Linked DNA regions of Mus musculus: region 2 is linked to region 1. The links are chromatin contacts, called in public Hi-C maps. All regions are on one chromosome and are shown on one strand. The core of a region is the stretch at or near the end of the contact, and the rest is flanking DNA. Distances in the headings are between cores, read along the strand shown. Region 1 has its middle 180 kb from the start of Gm52451. Region 2 overlaps Phex (phosphate regulating endopeptidase homolog, X-linked).

Region 1 (4,539 bases), core at 1,336-3,835:
CTCAGAAAATTGGACATAGTACTACCAGAGGATCCCGCAATACCTCTCCTGGGCATATATCTAGAAGATGTTCCAACTGGTAAGAAGGACACATGCTCCACTATGTTCATAGCAGCCTTATTTATAATAGCCAGAACCTGGAAAGAACCCAGATGCCCCTCAAAAGAAGAATGGATACAGAAAATGTGGTACATTTACACAATGGAGTACTACTCAGCTATTAAAAAATGAATTTATGAAATTCCTAGGCAAATGGATGGACCTGGAGGGCATCATCCTGAGTGAGGTAACCCAATCACAAAAGAACTCACATGATATGTACTCACTGATAAGTGGATATTAGCCCAGAAACTTAGAATACCCAAGATACAAGATACAATTTGCAAAACACATGAAACTCAAGAAGAACAAAGACCAAAGTGTGGGCACTTTGCCCCTTCTTAGAATAGGAAACAAAACACCCGTGGAAGGAGTTACAGAGACAAAATTTGGAAGTGTGACGAAAGGATGAACCATCTAGTGATTGCCATATCCAGAGATCCGTCCCATGATCAGCTTCCAAACGCTGACACCATTGCATACACTAGCAAGACTTTCCTGAAAGGACCCAGATATAGCTGTCTCTTGTGAGACTATGCCAGGGCCTAGCAAACACAGAAGTGGATGCTCACAGTCTGCTATTGAATGGACCACAGGGCCCCCAGTGGAGGAACTAGAGAAAGCGCCCAAGGAACTAAAGGGAACTGCAACCCTATAGGTGGAACAACAATATGAACTAAGCAGTACCCCGGAGCTCTTGTCTCTAGCTGCATATGTATCAAAAGATGGCCTAGTCGGCCATCACTGGAAAGAGAGGCCCATTGGACTTGCGAACTTTATATGCCCCAGTACAGGGGAACGCCAGGGCCAAAAAGGGGGAATGGGTGGGTAGGGGAGTGGGGGTGGGTGGGGATGGGGGACTTTTGGTATAGCATTGGAAATGTAAATGAGCTAAATACCTAATAAAAAATGGAAAAACAAAACAAAACAAAACAAAACACCCATGGAAGGAGTTACAGAGACAAAGTTTGGAGCTGAGACAAAAGGATGGACCATCTAGAGACTGCTGTACCCGGGGATCCATCCTATAATCAGCCTCCAAACGCTGACACCATTGCATACACTTGCAAGATTTTCTGAAAGGACCCTGATACAGCCATCTCTTGAGAGGCTATGCTGGGGCCTAACAAACACAGAAGTGTACGCTCACAATCAGCTATTGGATGGATCACATGGCCCCCATTGGAGGAGCTAGAGAAAGTACCCAAGGAGCTGAAGGGGTCTGCAACCATATAGGTGGAACAACTATGTGAACTAACCAGTACCCCCCAGAGCTTGTGTCTCTAGCTGCATATGTAGCAGAAGATGGCCTAGTTGGCCATCAGTGGAAAGAGAGGCCCTTTGGTCTTACAAACTTTGTATGCCCCAGTATAGGGGAATGCCAGGGCCAAGACGTGGGAGTGGGTGGGTAGGGGAGTGGGGGGCAGGGTATGGGGGACTTTCCAGATAGCACTGGAAATGTAAATGAAAAAATACCAAATAAATAAATAAATAAATAAATAAGGCAAAAAAAGAAACTAGCTATATGACCATACAGCCCCTTAAAAAAATAATTTCAAGTCTAAGTAATTAGATAAGTAAGATTTGTCATCATTGCAAGGAAGTGTTTTTTTTTGTTTGTTTTGTTTTGTTTTGTTTTGTTTTGTTTTTGTTTTTTTTTTTTTTTTTTTTTGCTAAAATAGGCCTAGGGGAATCAGAAGGAACTATCACTGACTTTTCATACTGTGCTACGAATCAAGGATACATTGACAAGGAAAACATTCCCTCTGTCCACATTTGCTCTCTGGCCACTACACTGTGTCCATTAATTTTCTGCCCAGATGACAGCAAGCCTCCTGTTTGTCTTGCCACTCCTATTTTTCCAAATCAGTTACAGCAATCTCCTCAAAAAAGGAAACTAAAAACAAATGCTCAGAAAGGAAAACACAAATAAAGCTTCATTGATCTAGACAGACATGTGCCATCATCAACTCTGACAGCAGCCTTAGAAAAGACACAGCCCAAATGTTTTCCCCTCTACTCCTAAGACACTTAAGATACAGAGGGTAATGGAGGAGAAGGAGACTGGAGAGGAAAAGGAAAAAGGAAGGAGGGAATGTAGAAAGGGAGGTTTAAGAGGGGGGGGGTGGTGCGGAGGGAGAAAGAGTATATGAATAATAATGAATAAAACCATAATGCATATTGGGGAGTTTTTTCCAAGTGAAAAATGTAAGAAAAATTTCCATTGTGTTTAAACACTATTGATTTCCAGTATGTTTATAACACAGATGAAATAAACATAAAGAATTGCAGGTGAACAAAACTACATGTCATTTAGTCCAGAAGGATGCTGCATCCTATCAGTACATAGAGAGAATCAGTAATCACGTTTTCTTTCAGCCTGTGGTTAACAAATCAGATAGACACACGGGGCTCTCTAGGTATCATGGTGTGCTAAAAATAATCTCCTTGCCTCTTTATGTAACCAAAAGGCAATCTCATTCAGTTCCTAAATTTAGAGCCCTCAGCAAAGGCCAGTCTGCTGGGGAAGTGGCTGGTGGTGCCAGTTAGCAGAATGACTCATAGCTCTCAGCTAATAAAAATTAAATTTATCTCTCTCTGGAATAATGTATGAAGGGATACAAGTATAGGAAACATTTTTAAGAGCCCCAAATATGATAAAGCAAGCTTCACTTTTGTAATCAGGGCAAGGGAGGGTGAAAGGGGGCCACTTAGACTCAAATTATCTTGTAATAGAAACAAAAATTATATTATATTTATCTGGTAATCTTATGAGGTAGAAATCTGAGAGCATCAACAAAGCCACACCAGGCACACTGTTCCTATGTGTGCATAAAGAATTGAAGATGGGGTGACAATTTCTGAAGCCAAAACAAGATTTACTGGCTTTGAAGTTTTCCATTAAACAGACACCAGCTTTTCCTCCTCTGACTCATACTGCTTCCCATCTCCTACACCAGCTCTCACATCTAGTTTATGGGCAAAATTGCATGTGCAGAGACACATACTGCACAATTATCCCTCCCTCATAACTCACCAAGATGACTAAACAATAAAGCTGTCTTTCTTTGTAGTCTCTAATCAAACTATTATTTACTCTGATAATATTTCCATTCATACAGCATACACAGTAACAAACTTAGGGTAATCTTATGGTAAGCAGAATTGTTTTTCAGTAATATCTTGCAATAAGAATTGCTGACAATAGTGGTTGAAATGTTATACTTTCCAGAAGTGTCCTTTGAATTCTGAGAGGTTTGTGATCAAGATGAAAATTGTTTAATTGTGGAAGGGAGCTAGGAAGAAAGCTGGAATTGACTGAAAATATTCTGCTGTCTGCCTCAGCAGAATTCACTTAAGTATTTTGAGCCCTTACCTGTAAAATGACACTGGTAATAATAAATATCAGAGCAAAGTACTGCATATTTCAAGTGTAATAGCATACCCATAGTACTTTGGAAATTATATCCTACAAAATTGCTTGATATTTTTAATCCCTAACAAATAGGCGGGATATAATATTTATCAGTGTAACCTCTTTTCAAGAGATCAAATATATTTAGGAAATCTTTATAATGAGATTTATAAAGTGTCGGAATACTTATTCCTACACTTAAAAGTAATCTAAAACACTTTGGTCTTCGTTCTTCTTGAGTTTCATGTGTTTAGCAAATTGTATCTTATATCTTGGGTATCCTAAGTTTCTGGGCTAATATCCACTTATGAGTACATATTGTGTGAGATCCTTTGTGATTGGGTTACCTCACTCAGGATGATGCCCTCCAGGTCCATCCATTTCCCTAGGAATTTCATAAATTCATTCTTTTTAATAGCTGAGTAGTACTCCATTGCGTAAATATACCACATTTTCTGTATCCATTCCTCTGTTTAGGGGCATCTGGGTTCTTTCCAGGTTCTGGCTATTATAAATAAGGCTGCTATGAACATAGTGGAGCATGTGTCCTTCTTACTGGTTGGAACATCTTCTGGATATATGCCAGGAGAGGTATTGCGGGATCCTCCAGTAGTACTATGTCCAATTTTCTGAGGAACCGCCAGAATGATTTCCAGAGTGATTGTACAAGCTTGCATTTTGCCCCTTCTTAGAATTGGGAACAAAACACCCATGGAAGGAGTTACAGAGACAAAATTTGGAGCTGTGACGAAAGGATGGACCATCTAGTGATTGCCATATCCAGGGATCCATCCCATGATCAGCTTCCAAACTCTGACACCTTTGCATACACTAGCAAGATTTTGCTGAAAGGACCCAGATATAGCTGTCTCTTGTGAGGCTATGCCGGGGCCTAGCAAACACAGAAGTGGATGCTCACAGTCAGCTATTGGATGGATCACAGGGCCCCCAAAGGAGGAGCTAGAGAAAGTATCCAAGGAGCTAAAGGGAACTGCAACCCTATAGGTGGAACAACAATATGAACT
Region 2 (4,539 bases), core at 919-3,418, 230 kb after region 1:
GCATGAGAAAAGGACCTAACGCAGAGGTTGTGTCCTCATTAGTGGTCTCCTTAGGGACAGAGCTAGAGACTAGGATTAAAGCACACGGTGTTTGAAAGGGGTGGGGGGTGGTCAAAGAAAGAGGTCTTCAAAAGCAAGAAGGGAAAGGAAGGCAGGCAGCAAAGGGCATTTTTGCCAGAAAGCTCAAGCCCACGGGGTAAGCTCCCAGGAACATTTATAGGGCATGTGAGAGGCAGGAGAAAGAAGGGCAGGCACTAGCCGCCTTCCAACAATTGTTGGCTAAGGGCCAGTGAGGAAGGATGATGGCATGGTGAGTCTTTTGGATGCAGTGCCACTCACAGTAGACTCCATAGGGACAAGAAAGACTTTGGGCAGAATGAAGGGGCAGGCAGTTAGAAGTCAGACAGGGATGCAGTGAAGAAGTAAGGACTCACCCCACCCCTGATCTTGAAGCAGGTGTGAGGAAATGTGCCCTATTCACAAGCTCCTAAGTGCCTCAGGTGGAAAAGCACACCCTCAGAAACATGGGCTCCGAGGGTGGTAGTCAGGGTCCTAACTGGTCAGTACAGACTGTATGCTATGCACACTGCAGTGCCTGGGATTAGCAGAGTTTAGTGATAAAGGCAGAGAGGTGAGGTGCACTTTGCTTTGCTCTCTGCAGTGGAAATCTTCCTACCTCACTCGAAGCCTGTGCGTGGGAGTCGTATGCCTAAGGAGTTGGGAACATGCAGCCAACTTCTCTGTACCTGCTGTGGCCAAGGCCACAGCTACTCCCTCATGCCACCCTCAGGACACTGCCTCCCCAGGTCTTCCGTGCTGGTATTTCTTTTCTCTGGGCATGGGCTGACAAGCTTCGACCCCAGATGCAAAGCGCACAAGGAAACAGTTCAGAGGTGGTCCAGCACTGAGCTAGGTGATTAATTCAGCTGGGGAACAAGTCTGAGCCACTCTCAGGAAGCTGCTCCTCACATCTGACTCAGAACTGGCCAGGGAGACCAAAGGCAGCCTGAGTCTCTTCCATAGTGACCTTGGGGGGACTCCTCCTCTGTTCCGGACACTGTAAATCCTCCAGAAGACACCCCAAATCACCCAATTATCACTATATGCCTATTCAAAGGCTCTATTAACCAGAAAAACAGCAGGCATCCTTGTTCTTTGCTGAAAGAAAAAGACAAAAAGTGACAAAGACGATACTGGAAGGGTTTGGAGGAAGGAAAAGGAAGGGAGAAATGATGTAATTATATTATAACCTCAAAAAATATTTTTAAAGAGCACATGCTTGCAGGAAATGCAGAATCTTAAATAAAAATGGGTGCTTATTTCCCAATATTAAATTTCCACTTGAAATCAACACGGTGAGTTTCAAAACACAAAAGTACCAATGACCTCTCTCCAGGGAGGAGCAGGAAAAGGCAGGGAGACAGAGATAACAAATTTACCCTTCAAGGAAGCAGAGACATCCTCATTTATCTTTTACAGTGATCACTCCTAGCAAAGAGGACAACAAAGCCCATTCACACACTTCTGTTTTGAGACAGGGTCACTGTCACAAAAACCAAGAGGTAAGGCCCTCAGACCACTGCGAATATGAGTCTCCCTATCACTCAGTTTGGTAGTTTTGGTCACAAAAGAAAGCTGAGGTCAACACATCTTAGGTGGCACTTTAATTAGCTGCAGTCCGGAGCTTCATGGTGAGAGAAAGAAAAGCTTTAAGCCCCTCACAAATCAGAACATTTTTTTTTCCAGCTTTCCCAATGGGTAGCCAAGTGACTCAGCATCAGCCCAGTGTGGGCACTATTATTGATGAGAAATCTTCCGCCTGGGTGATATACTGCGTACAGCACATGTCCAAAAAACAGTGCCAAGTCATACCAGGAAGAGAAGGCAAATTATTCACCTCCACTTCAAATGCAGGCAAATCCTCTCTTAATGCAGCAGCTTCTCCATATCAGAAAGACAAAGCAGGGAGATAGAGATTTCCATCTAAGACTCAAGGAATTATTAGGCAGAGCCTCTTCTTTCTTGTTGACTATTAAAAAGGCAATCAAATTGAGGAAAGCAAAAGGGAAAAGGGGGTGGGGGGGGGCTCAAAAACCATCCCAGAGTGAAAAGCCACACAAAAGGCTGCAGTTTCTCTCTCCTTTGTTAGTACTGTGAGCTCCACCTAGAGGTCATTTTTAAAATCGCGAGTTAATTCAAGTTAGGAGAAGAAAATCTTTGTATTCTGGGGTTTAGGGCTAGCAGTGACTGGGAGAACTGCTGGAGATCCTTGGACAACACCCCATTTCTTATCTTGCATTACTGGGACTTCTCTGAACCTTAATATACAATACCTCCTAGGGGAGCCTAATGAGATCCAGAAGGACGACTGCCTTTGATGTTTGTGCCTGTCAGAGCTGCTACTGGAGTTCCTGGCAGATTGAACTCAGCTCAAAGAAAGCAGAGTGTTCAAAGAATACTTTTAGAAGGAAAAAGTGACAGTTCTAGTTGAAATGAAATAAAAGACTGGCGATCAACCCAGAGGGCCAACAGAAACATGTCTAATATTAGAAGGACTGAGAATAGTTTCCTTAAAGAAGGACTCATGGACCATTTGCTTAGAAGACCCAGCTACAAGACAATCTTTGCCTAACTGAATGTCAGCAAGCACTTGAAGTACTCTTAATTTCTATTTCTGAAAAGCTGACTACAAGCTTCCAAATATCCATAACTCACTCATTCATAGCTCTCTCTCTCTCTCTCTCTCTCTCTCTCTCTCTCTCTCTCTCTCTCTCCCTTCCTTCCTTCCTTCCTTCCATCTCTCTCCCTCTCTTCACACTAGTCATCCTATGAAATTGATAGTTTAGAACCTCAAGCTACAACAAAGAGCACCTAGTACACTGAGCATTCAACTGTTCAATGCAAGACACATCCTGCCCCACACATCAAAAGCTACCTTTTAAATTAACCAAGCCTTCAAGAAACAACAATGTGGTGTTGGTGCCAAGAGTTTCATCTACCATATGGAGAGTGTCTCACCACAACCCGTATGTTCCTACCTCCTCCAGCCTGTGGTGTACATGACCTAAAACAGCTTTGACAGATCTTGAATGGAGAAAAATAATTTAAAATTACTCATTGTCCTCTTCCAAGACCACCACCAATACTATTCAAGGTCTTTCTTCTTTGTAAATACTCATCTGCCTTTTCAATCCTGTTAACTAAAACATCTAAGATAAGGTATCTCAATCTCAAGAGTTACTACAAACAAGGTTCTACAAAAAACTTGTGCCAGAAGATAGGGGACTGCCCAGAAATTCTATTTCAACAAGGCTACAGTGAGAATCTCCTTGCTTCTTGACCCTAAGGCAAAATTACTGGTGTAAGGAATGACTCAAAGCAGTGTGTCTAATGATAATATTAAGAGATGGGTATGAATACAGATATACAAAGAATGCTATACAAAGAATTAACCAAATCAGGAGCTGGTTCTTTGAGAAAATTCAACAAGATAGATAAGCCCTTAGCCAGACTAACCAGAGGGCACAGAGAGAGTATCCAAATTAATAAAATCAGAAATGAAAAGGGAGAAATATCAATGAAATATATCTCAAAATAGTTATTCTGTCCGGAAATATTATTGATAATTTTTCTCACTGTGCTTGAAATTAGCAGGCGGATTTCTGAGTCCGAGGCTAGCCTGGTCTATAAAGTGAGTTCCAGGACAGCCAGGGCTATACAAAGAAACCCTGTCTCAAAAACCAAAAAAAAAGAATATGAATATGAATATAAAAGTTGAACAATTTTAATGTATTATTTGATTCTCAAAATATTAAATATTATTAATATGTTTGATGTATAAAATGTATTTAAATAATCAAAATCTTTTAAAAAATTAATACAGATATGGATGCTTGCAGCTAACCATGGAATTGAGCACAGGGACCCCAATGGAGGAGTTAGGGGAAGAACTGAAGAAGCTGAAGCGGCCTTATCTGGCATCAATGGGAGGGGAGGCCCTTGGTCCTGTGAAGGTTTGATGCCCCAGTGTAGGAGAATGCCAGGAGGGGGAGGAAGGAGGGGGTGGGTGGATGGGGAAACACTCTCATATAAGCAGGGGGAGGGGAGATGGAATAGGGGGGGTTGCAAAGGGGAAACCAGGAAAGGAGATAACATTTGAAATGTAAATGAATAAAATATCCAAATTAAAAAAATATATATATCACACAGATGGTGCACAGAAAAAAAGAAAAGCAATGTAGCTATATGCATGACTATAGCTTGAGGAAGAAAAACACTATATTAAATCAACATCCTTTCAAAGAGCCATCACCAAGTAAATTGTCTTTTAAATTATGGAAGTATACACTTTTACTGAAATATTTCTGGATTTTAAATTTGTGCTAAATTTCAAATGTTCCAGATATTTCTACTTTGGTTTCTTATTTTAAAAATGTCAACTCTGAAATATGTAAAAAATCATCTCTGGGAGTTATACCTACACTAGGGGATGTTTAAAAACATGCTTTTGGATACAAAATAAAGTATTAGAATTTAAAA

Evidence for each region. Hi-C and Micro-C count contacts between places; a contact is called where the count stands out from the background.
Region 2: a Hi-C map of cerebellar granule neurons shows a contact between it and region 1, with 3 times the contacts expected there. The contact joins two enhancer-like sites. A contact is called at or near these places in 4 of 39 promoter capture datasets (the 3T3-L1 cell line, 3T3-L1-derived adipocytes, embryonic stem cells and 1 more) and 6 of 484 Hi-C or Micro-C datasets (the C2C12 cell line, the HPC-7 cell line, cerebellar granule neurons and 3 more).

Annotation. Positions count from the first base shown.
Region 1 is chrX:157,077,211-157,081,749 of GRCm38.p6, forward strand. No RefSeq gene overlaps it. Among named protein-coding and RNA genes, the nearest start is that of Gm52451, 180 kb to the right of the region's middle. Within about 2 kb of position 2,586, at least 16 of the 459 cell types and tissues checked have an H3K27ac peak or open chromatin away from gene starts, as enhancers often do. A contact at or near this core is called in cerebellar granule neurons, where this site is marked.
Region 2 is chrX:157,305,378-157,309,916 of GRCm38.p6, forward strand. The region is part of intron 12 of Phex (phosphate regulating endopeptidase homolog, X-linked); the gene reads right to left. Among named protein-coding and RNA genes, the nearest start is that of Gm25795, 8.0 kb to the left of the region's middle. Within about 2 kb of position 2,169, at least 25 of the 459 cell types and tissues checked have an H3K27ac peak or open chromatin away from gene starts, as enhancers often do. A contact at or near this core is called in cerebellar granule neurons, where this site is marked.